2 separate regions of the Macaca mulatta genome follow, and region 2 is linked to region 1. The links are chromatin contacts, called in public Hi-C maps. All regions are on one chromosome and are shown on one strand. Each heading gives the region's core, a stretch centred on a gene start, on an enhancer-like site or on the middle of the called end of the contact. The rest is flanking DNA. Distances are from core to core; before and after follow the strand shown. Region 1 has its middle 35 kb from the start of MDM1. Region 2 holds the start of RAP1B (RAP1B, member of RAS oncogene family).

Evidence for each region. A called contact is a pair of places that touch in the nucleus more often than the background predicts.
Region 2: a contact with region 1 is called in a Hi-C map of blood, with 2.2 times the contacts expected there. The contact joins the promoter of RAP1B here to the enhancer-like site in region 1. A contact is called at or near these places in 5 of 14 Hi-C or Micro-C datasets (CD4 T cells, blood, cortical neurons and 2 more).

Annotation. Positions count from the first base shown.
Region 1 is chr11:75,485,201-75,488,466 of T2T-MMU8v2.0, forward strand. No RefSeq gene overlaps it. Among named protein-coding and RNA genes, the nearest start is that of MDM1, 35 kb to the left of the region's middle. Within about 2 kb of position 1,826, at least 20 of the 40 cell types and tissues checked have an H3K27ac peak or open chromatin away from gene starts, as enhancers often do. A contact at or near this core is called in CD4 T cells, blood and cortical neurons, where this site is marked.
Region 2 is chr11:75,730,679-75,734,022 of T2T-MMU8v2.0, forward strand. RAP1B (RAP1B, member of RAS oncogene family) reads left to right here and starts at 1,431. Exons shown (of 8, transcript NM_001198678.1): 1 at 1,431-1,563.

The DNA of each region.
Region 1 (3,266 bases), core at 576-3,075:
TGAACATGTAGATATTCTGGAGCAGAATCCAGCATTAACATGGATTTTGTTAGTACAAGGTATTAATGTAATGCCATGCTTGTAATGGGCCCCATGAGCTCTGGCCCAGACAGCTGGGATTCATAGTTTGTTCTCCTCTGCCATTGGGGGTTTCCCAGGGTGAGGATTGAGAGGTGCCGGTATGGAGGAGACACACATGTGGCATAGCACATGATACTGTGGAGGCAAAAATAGAGGAAAAGAGGGTCTATAATGGCCCTCCAGATCTCCATGTTCTGATGTCTCTTGTCATCCATACTCTCATGTTGTTTATTTCTTGCATTGACTAATGAATAAAGCTCTCATTAGGAACATTCCATGCATTGCTAGGTCCTGATAGTCATCTTTGACTTTGCACTTTGTCTCCTATCCCACATCTGTTCCATCAGCAAATCCTATTGTCTCTACCTTGTGAGTGTACCCAGAATCCAACAGCGTCCCCACCTGTACTGCCAATGCCCCAGCCCAACGTTCACCATCACTCCTCTGCTTCATCACCACCATGGCCGCCCAGTTGGCATCCCTACCTCTGCCCTTGCCTGAGAGAGTCTACTCTCCACAGCAGCTGGGGTGCTCATGTGAAAACATGCATCACATCATGAGGCTGCTCTGCTCCATGCCCCCAGGAACAGGCTATCCCCCTCAGACTAAAAGCCCAGGACCTCCAAATGGCCTACAAGGCCCCACCGGTCCTTTCCAATCACCCCATCTGTCCTCCCTTCTCTCACCATTACCCAGCCACATTGCCTGTTTACTGTTTCTGAGGAAGGCACCTCCGTCCTCAGGGCTCTTGTACATTCTGTTCATTTTCCCTGACACACCCTTCCTCAGATAGCCATGTGACATTACCCCTTCGGTCTCCAGACCTTGGCTCAAGTGTCACTTTTTCAGGGAGACCTTCCCTAACCATCCCCAACATGCTCTGCTATCTGCTCTGCTATCAACATCTGACAATCCACTTATTAAACATGTTTATTGCCTGCCTCCCTCCACCAAAATGTCAGTTCCATGAGGGTGAGGATTGTTATTTCATTCATTCCCAGCTCCTTGAGCAAAACCTGATGCATCATTGGCATGCAACAAATAATAGTCGAATGAATTCATCTACCTGGTAGTCCTTGGCTGGAAAAAGTTTTTGATTTTTTGTCTTTATGAAACTAAACTACCTGCCAAAAAGACAAAGAGAAATTGCATTTAAATAAAACTTAAAACAAGTTGCAGAATTTGCATAGCATAATCTCATTTTCAGTTTTTAAATTATATGTGTGGGCATATATTATTGAACACTAACTGTATGCTAGCAGCATGATAAACAGACTATACATGGGTTATGTACTATACTCTTATATAAATGTTCATAATTGCATAATAAAAGCACTGGAAAACACACACCAAACTGTTAGCAAGTGGGAGTGAGGTTTGAGGGAGTGAGGGAAGACTAGCTTTTACTTTACACCATTCTTCATTAATTGAATGCTTTACAATGGAAATATTTTATAAATACAAAAAGAAAAACATCTGAAGAAACAATATCAGCGCCATCTCTATTGAACATTTTTCATCTTGCAGTTTTAACTTCTCACAGAATCCTTTCCTTTGGACTTGACGACTCTGGGCCTGTGCTAATTGCAGTCTCTCAGGAATTCCTCCTTGGCGACCATAGAAAATATTACAGGTGTCTGTGCTACCCAGAAAGCAAAGGGTTGTGGTGCTTTCTTTTTTCTTTTGAGTTCCATTGCAGTTGGTACAGTGATGAAATGAGAAATATTACACACAAGATTGCCACAATCCTCATTTTTGGCCTATCTTTATGTCCCACACATTCTTTTAAGATTTCTATCGCCTCAGTGTTGTCGATTTCCACACCCACAGCCTAACAAGGTGGTGCAATCGCCCTTTGCCACGCCCCAGAGCAACAGAAGGATGCTGCCCTGCTGCAGTTTCACAGCACACAGGGTCTTTCCGCTTCAGCTGGACAGAGGCCCCGCCAGGCCGTAGGGAGGATTCCGAAGGTCTCTCTGCAGAGGCCCGGCCTCTCAGACCGAAAAGGCTCCACCCAGGCAGCAAAGGACACTGTATGTGGGGCAGTCGGCCTGGGCCCCATGGCTCGTGTTTGTTGCCGAGTTGGGCAATGTGGGCTGCGGTTCACAGGGCAACACAGACTTCACCACCTATCACATCGGGGCTGGTGCAGCTGAGAAGGGCTGCTTCTTGCCTCTTGGTGACCACGCTCTCTCCCAGGCTGGGCCCACAGGAAGTCGGGCCGGGAAGGGAGGAGGCACTGCAAGCTGTGGGAACCACACCGGCTCCTTCACTGCTGACAAAGATCTACTCCACCCCCACTGAGAAACTAGCTCAGAACCAGCTTTCCTCCTCCTCCGCAGCCCTCATGCCCTGAATGACTGACTTGGGGGATGTTTACACTCATTTTTTTCATACTTAAGGGGGTGTAGGTGCCAGATCAACTTGTTCACCACTCAGACCGCACACAAGCAGCCTTACGTTGAAACTTGTTCAACCTCCAGTAATCAAGTCATGCAAGTGGAGAAAACTAGATAGCATTGCACATACACATATACATACACAGGCATATATAGACACATATATATCCATACATATGTGTGTGTGTGTGCGCGATGTTATCTAGTTTTCTCTTTATATATATTTAAAAATTACGTATATATATACACACACACACATATATATAGTTTTAATGCTAATAGTGCTTGCCAAATGCTTGGTTTCAGTTGACTGCTGGCAGAGTGTACAACCTTGGTACAACCTCTCTGAAAGGCACTTTGACAACAGATACCAAAAGCCTTCATATTCACAGTAATTCCACTTCAAGAATTTAATCTAAAGAAACGTAAAATGTATATACAAGGTTGTTCCTTCTAAGGTTACATCTACAAGTATAGACTAAAGCCATTCAAAATAATCTTTTGGAAGGCTTTTAAGGGCATAAAAAAGTCACCATAATAAATGAAAAGCCCTACACTTATATAAAAATGGACATAGTCTCATGTAAAAATATGTGTGTGCATATGTATATATGCATGTGAGTGTTTCTGTGTACAAAGAGAGAAGGAGCACTTCCTTTCTCTTGAACTAACCTCTGCCCTTGGCTTCCAATCACTGCATTCTTTCCTAGTTTTCTTCTAGTCTACTGGCTGCTCCTTTGTTCTCCCATGTTGCATCCTTCTCCTCTTCCCAACCAATCCATATTG
Region 2 (3,344 bases), core at 181-2,680, 250 kb after region 1:
GTGAGCCAAGATAATGCCACTACACTCCAGCCTGGGTGACAGAGCAAGACTCTCAAAAAAAAAGAAATAAATAAAAAGTAACTCTGTGAGGTAATATGTTAATTAGCTAGATTTAACCATTCCATAATGTATACATTACTTGAAATGATCATGTTGTATACACAATAAATGCAGACAGTAAATAATTTTTTAAAAAATATTTTCCTAAGGAAATAGAAATTATCGAAGTAGGTAATATATTCAATTAACCTAAATTGTAAAACATTATAAAACACAGAGAACTGTTATAATTCATTCTCATCTATTCGTTTAACTCAGGTTAGCTTAGTTTTGAATCACTACATATTCTTAAAAGGAGTGAAATTAGTCACATTCCATTTATCTTCCAAATTTATCAACGTTTATGAAGATTTATTTCAAGAATAATTTGTACAGGGCCTAATTAAATTATGAACCAACAAAATTAGTCTTAAATGATCCTCAAGCCCCACTTTTTCCTGCACTTTGCTCTCTTAATCTCTTCGTCCATCAAAACTGCTTCAAGAAAAAGTTCTGGTAAGTTTCTTGTACTAAGGGTAAAAATGGTAAGTTCCCGTGTTAAGTTCCCGCCCTTTTTGGAAGGAGGCATTTTGAAACAGAGAGTGTTTTCTGGTGCCCTGAAGTCACACAATAAACCTACCTGCCTATGCGTAATCCTGTGAAGTGAATAAAGCGTCCAGGCCACGCATTTAAATACTCAATTTATTTTAGTTATATAAATGGCGTTGGTTTAGGTGCAGGGTACAAACTTATTTGGAAATCATAGTTTTGATAACTGCGTTTGGCAGGGTAATTTGGAAAGAGTTCGCCCGGGTTAAGACACCAATGGATGAAATACTTGTCAATCCCGGAGAAAAGGCATCTCAAGAATGGAAAGACTTGCTGGCTCGGGCTCCCTCGGGGAGTTCTAGGTGTAGGAACTGCGCGCTCTCCGTTACTTCTCGGTTACTGCCCAGCACAAAGGACGATGCGAATACCAACAGACTGGACGAGTCGGTGACTACAGTTTGCATTAAGAGGCGGCGCTTTTTGGGTTTCGGAGGGTTCCACTGGAACCTACCAGGGTCAGGAACACCGACGCGCGGATTCCGCCCACCAGACATCCTGGGGAAGCGAGCCTGAAGGCGCGGCGCAGCTAGAGAGAACCTCGGCATTCAGGTCGCCCAGAGGCAGCTAAGGGGCCCGTGGGCAGGGCCTGCTATCCGGCTGCGCCGCAGGCCGGCGAGAGGCCGGCGCCGAGGACCCGTCGCGCGGCGGCCAGGCCCCCTCGATTCCCCCTCGCCCCGCCCCCTAGGGCCCGCCCCTTCCCGGGCCGTGCACCCGCGCGCCCCGCCCGCGGGCGGAAGCTGGAGCGAGGCTGAACGCCTGACGTCAAGGCGACATCGCCAAACCTCGCCCAGAGTCAGGCGTGTAAACCAGCCGGAGCGGCGGCGGCAGCGGCAGGATCGCCGTGGCGCCGAGAGTAGCGACCCGGAGGGAGCGCGGGGCGACGCTGGCTGCGGGGACCCGGTGACAGCGTGAGAGGTTCGCAGAGTGAGTGCGTGGCCGCTGAGGGAAGCGGCGGTGGCGGCCGCGCGGGGCGGGGGCCGGGCGCCGGCTGAGGGGAGCGGGTGGGGTGCGGCGAGGCGCGGGCCGGGAGCGGCGGTCAGGGGCCCCGGCGGCGGCAGCCCCTTGGCGCGCGGCAGGTGGCGCGAGGGCCAGGCGCCCGGCCGGCTAGCGCGCTGCCTTGCGGGCCGGCGAGGAGGAGCCGCCGCCGCCGCCGCGGGGGAACAGCGCGCTTTGCGGAAGGGGTCAAATGTCTGAAATATGGCGGAGGAAGTGAGAGCCCGAGGACCCCCCCACCCGCCCGCTCTCTTCAGCCCGCGGCCGCCGCAGCTTCTCCCGCCGCCCTCCTTTCCCCGCCGGCTCCCCCGAAGACTCGCTCCCCGCCCCGAGTCCCCTCGCTTGTCGCCTGGGTTCCCTCCGTGGTATGGGTGGAAGTTAGAACGGAAACCATAAAGTTGTCCTTTGCGAAGACCCAGCTTCCCCTAGCCCCGAGCTAGGGAGAGGAGCCTTCGGGGGAAACCACTCCCCTGCGCCCCGCAGGCTTGAGCCTGACAGGGAAAAAGTTTGCCTGAAACGGGGCTGGCTTGCTCCATTTGTTGCGGGAAGTGGCAGGAGGAAGGCAGCGGAGGGAGCCCCACCTAGTCTGGCAGCAGCCACCGTGCAGAGAAAAACTGTTAAAGGGGCCTTTCCCTTCGTCAGCAAGAGGAAATCTCTTTATCTTACAGAGGGAGAGAAAATCCAGGAAGTTTGTCCTCTTCTCTTTTTCGCCATCTCTGGGTGTCTAATCCTAAAACTATCAGCGCCATGAATTTTATTTAAAACTACGCCCAATGAACCGGGCCCTCCGGAGTTTTCTTCTGAAAAACACTGATGTCTTTTGGAGAAAAGATCATTCTTGCAAGTTAAAGCAGATGGATTCCTTCCCCTTCGCTTTACCCCCTCTTCCCACTTTCTTTAATAGTTTAGAAAAACGTTTTGGCCGTGTAACTTCTGATTGGTATGAATAGAAGCAGTTGTGTGTTGCAGTAACGGGAAATCACATTTTTACGGGGTAGAAAGTTGACACTAAATGAAGATTGTGATTTTAGTATTTTAAAATTAATTCCGTCTAATTGGATTTTGGTTTTGCTGGCGGCATCTAATATATGTCGAGTACTTAACAATTTAAAGCTCTGACTCGTAAATTTACTTTTGAACTCTCTTTTTTTGTAATTAGAATACTATTTGGACTTGCTCAACAAGACCATATCTTAACAAGAAGTAACTTATATAAATAGAAAAGGGAGACATTCATTTAACTTCAAGCCCATATTACTCTTAAAAGCTGACTCTTGAAATAGTATTTTTGAGTCATAGTGGAGTCATGGGACTTTTTAAGGGCCGGAAGGGACTATTTAGATCATCCAGTCCCACCCTGTCATTTTATGGAGGAGGAAACTGAGGTCTAGATAAGATAACCAATTAGTGGGTCCACTGACCTTTAGGACAGTAGTCTATCCGTAAGAGACAACCTGGAGAAAGATAGTGAATTATCATCTTACAAAGAATATTCTTCCCATATCGCACTTTCTAAAAGTGGGTACCTTAGTCAAATAGGAGGAAACACCACTTGGGTAGTTTCATCCTCAGGTTTTAGGTAAGGAAACTGATACTCAGATTAAATAACTTTAAGCACACAGAGCCTGAATGATAGTCTTATTTGAGCCCATCTGTGCTTTTAATCTGTACTGCATTAGGTGTTTTCACTTGCATTTCCTTGT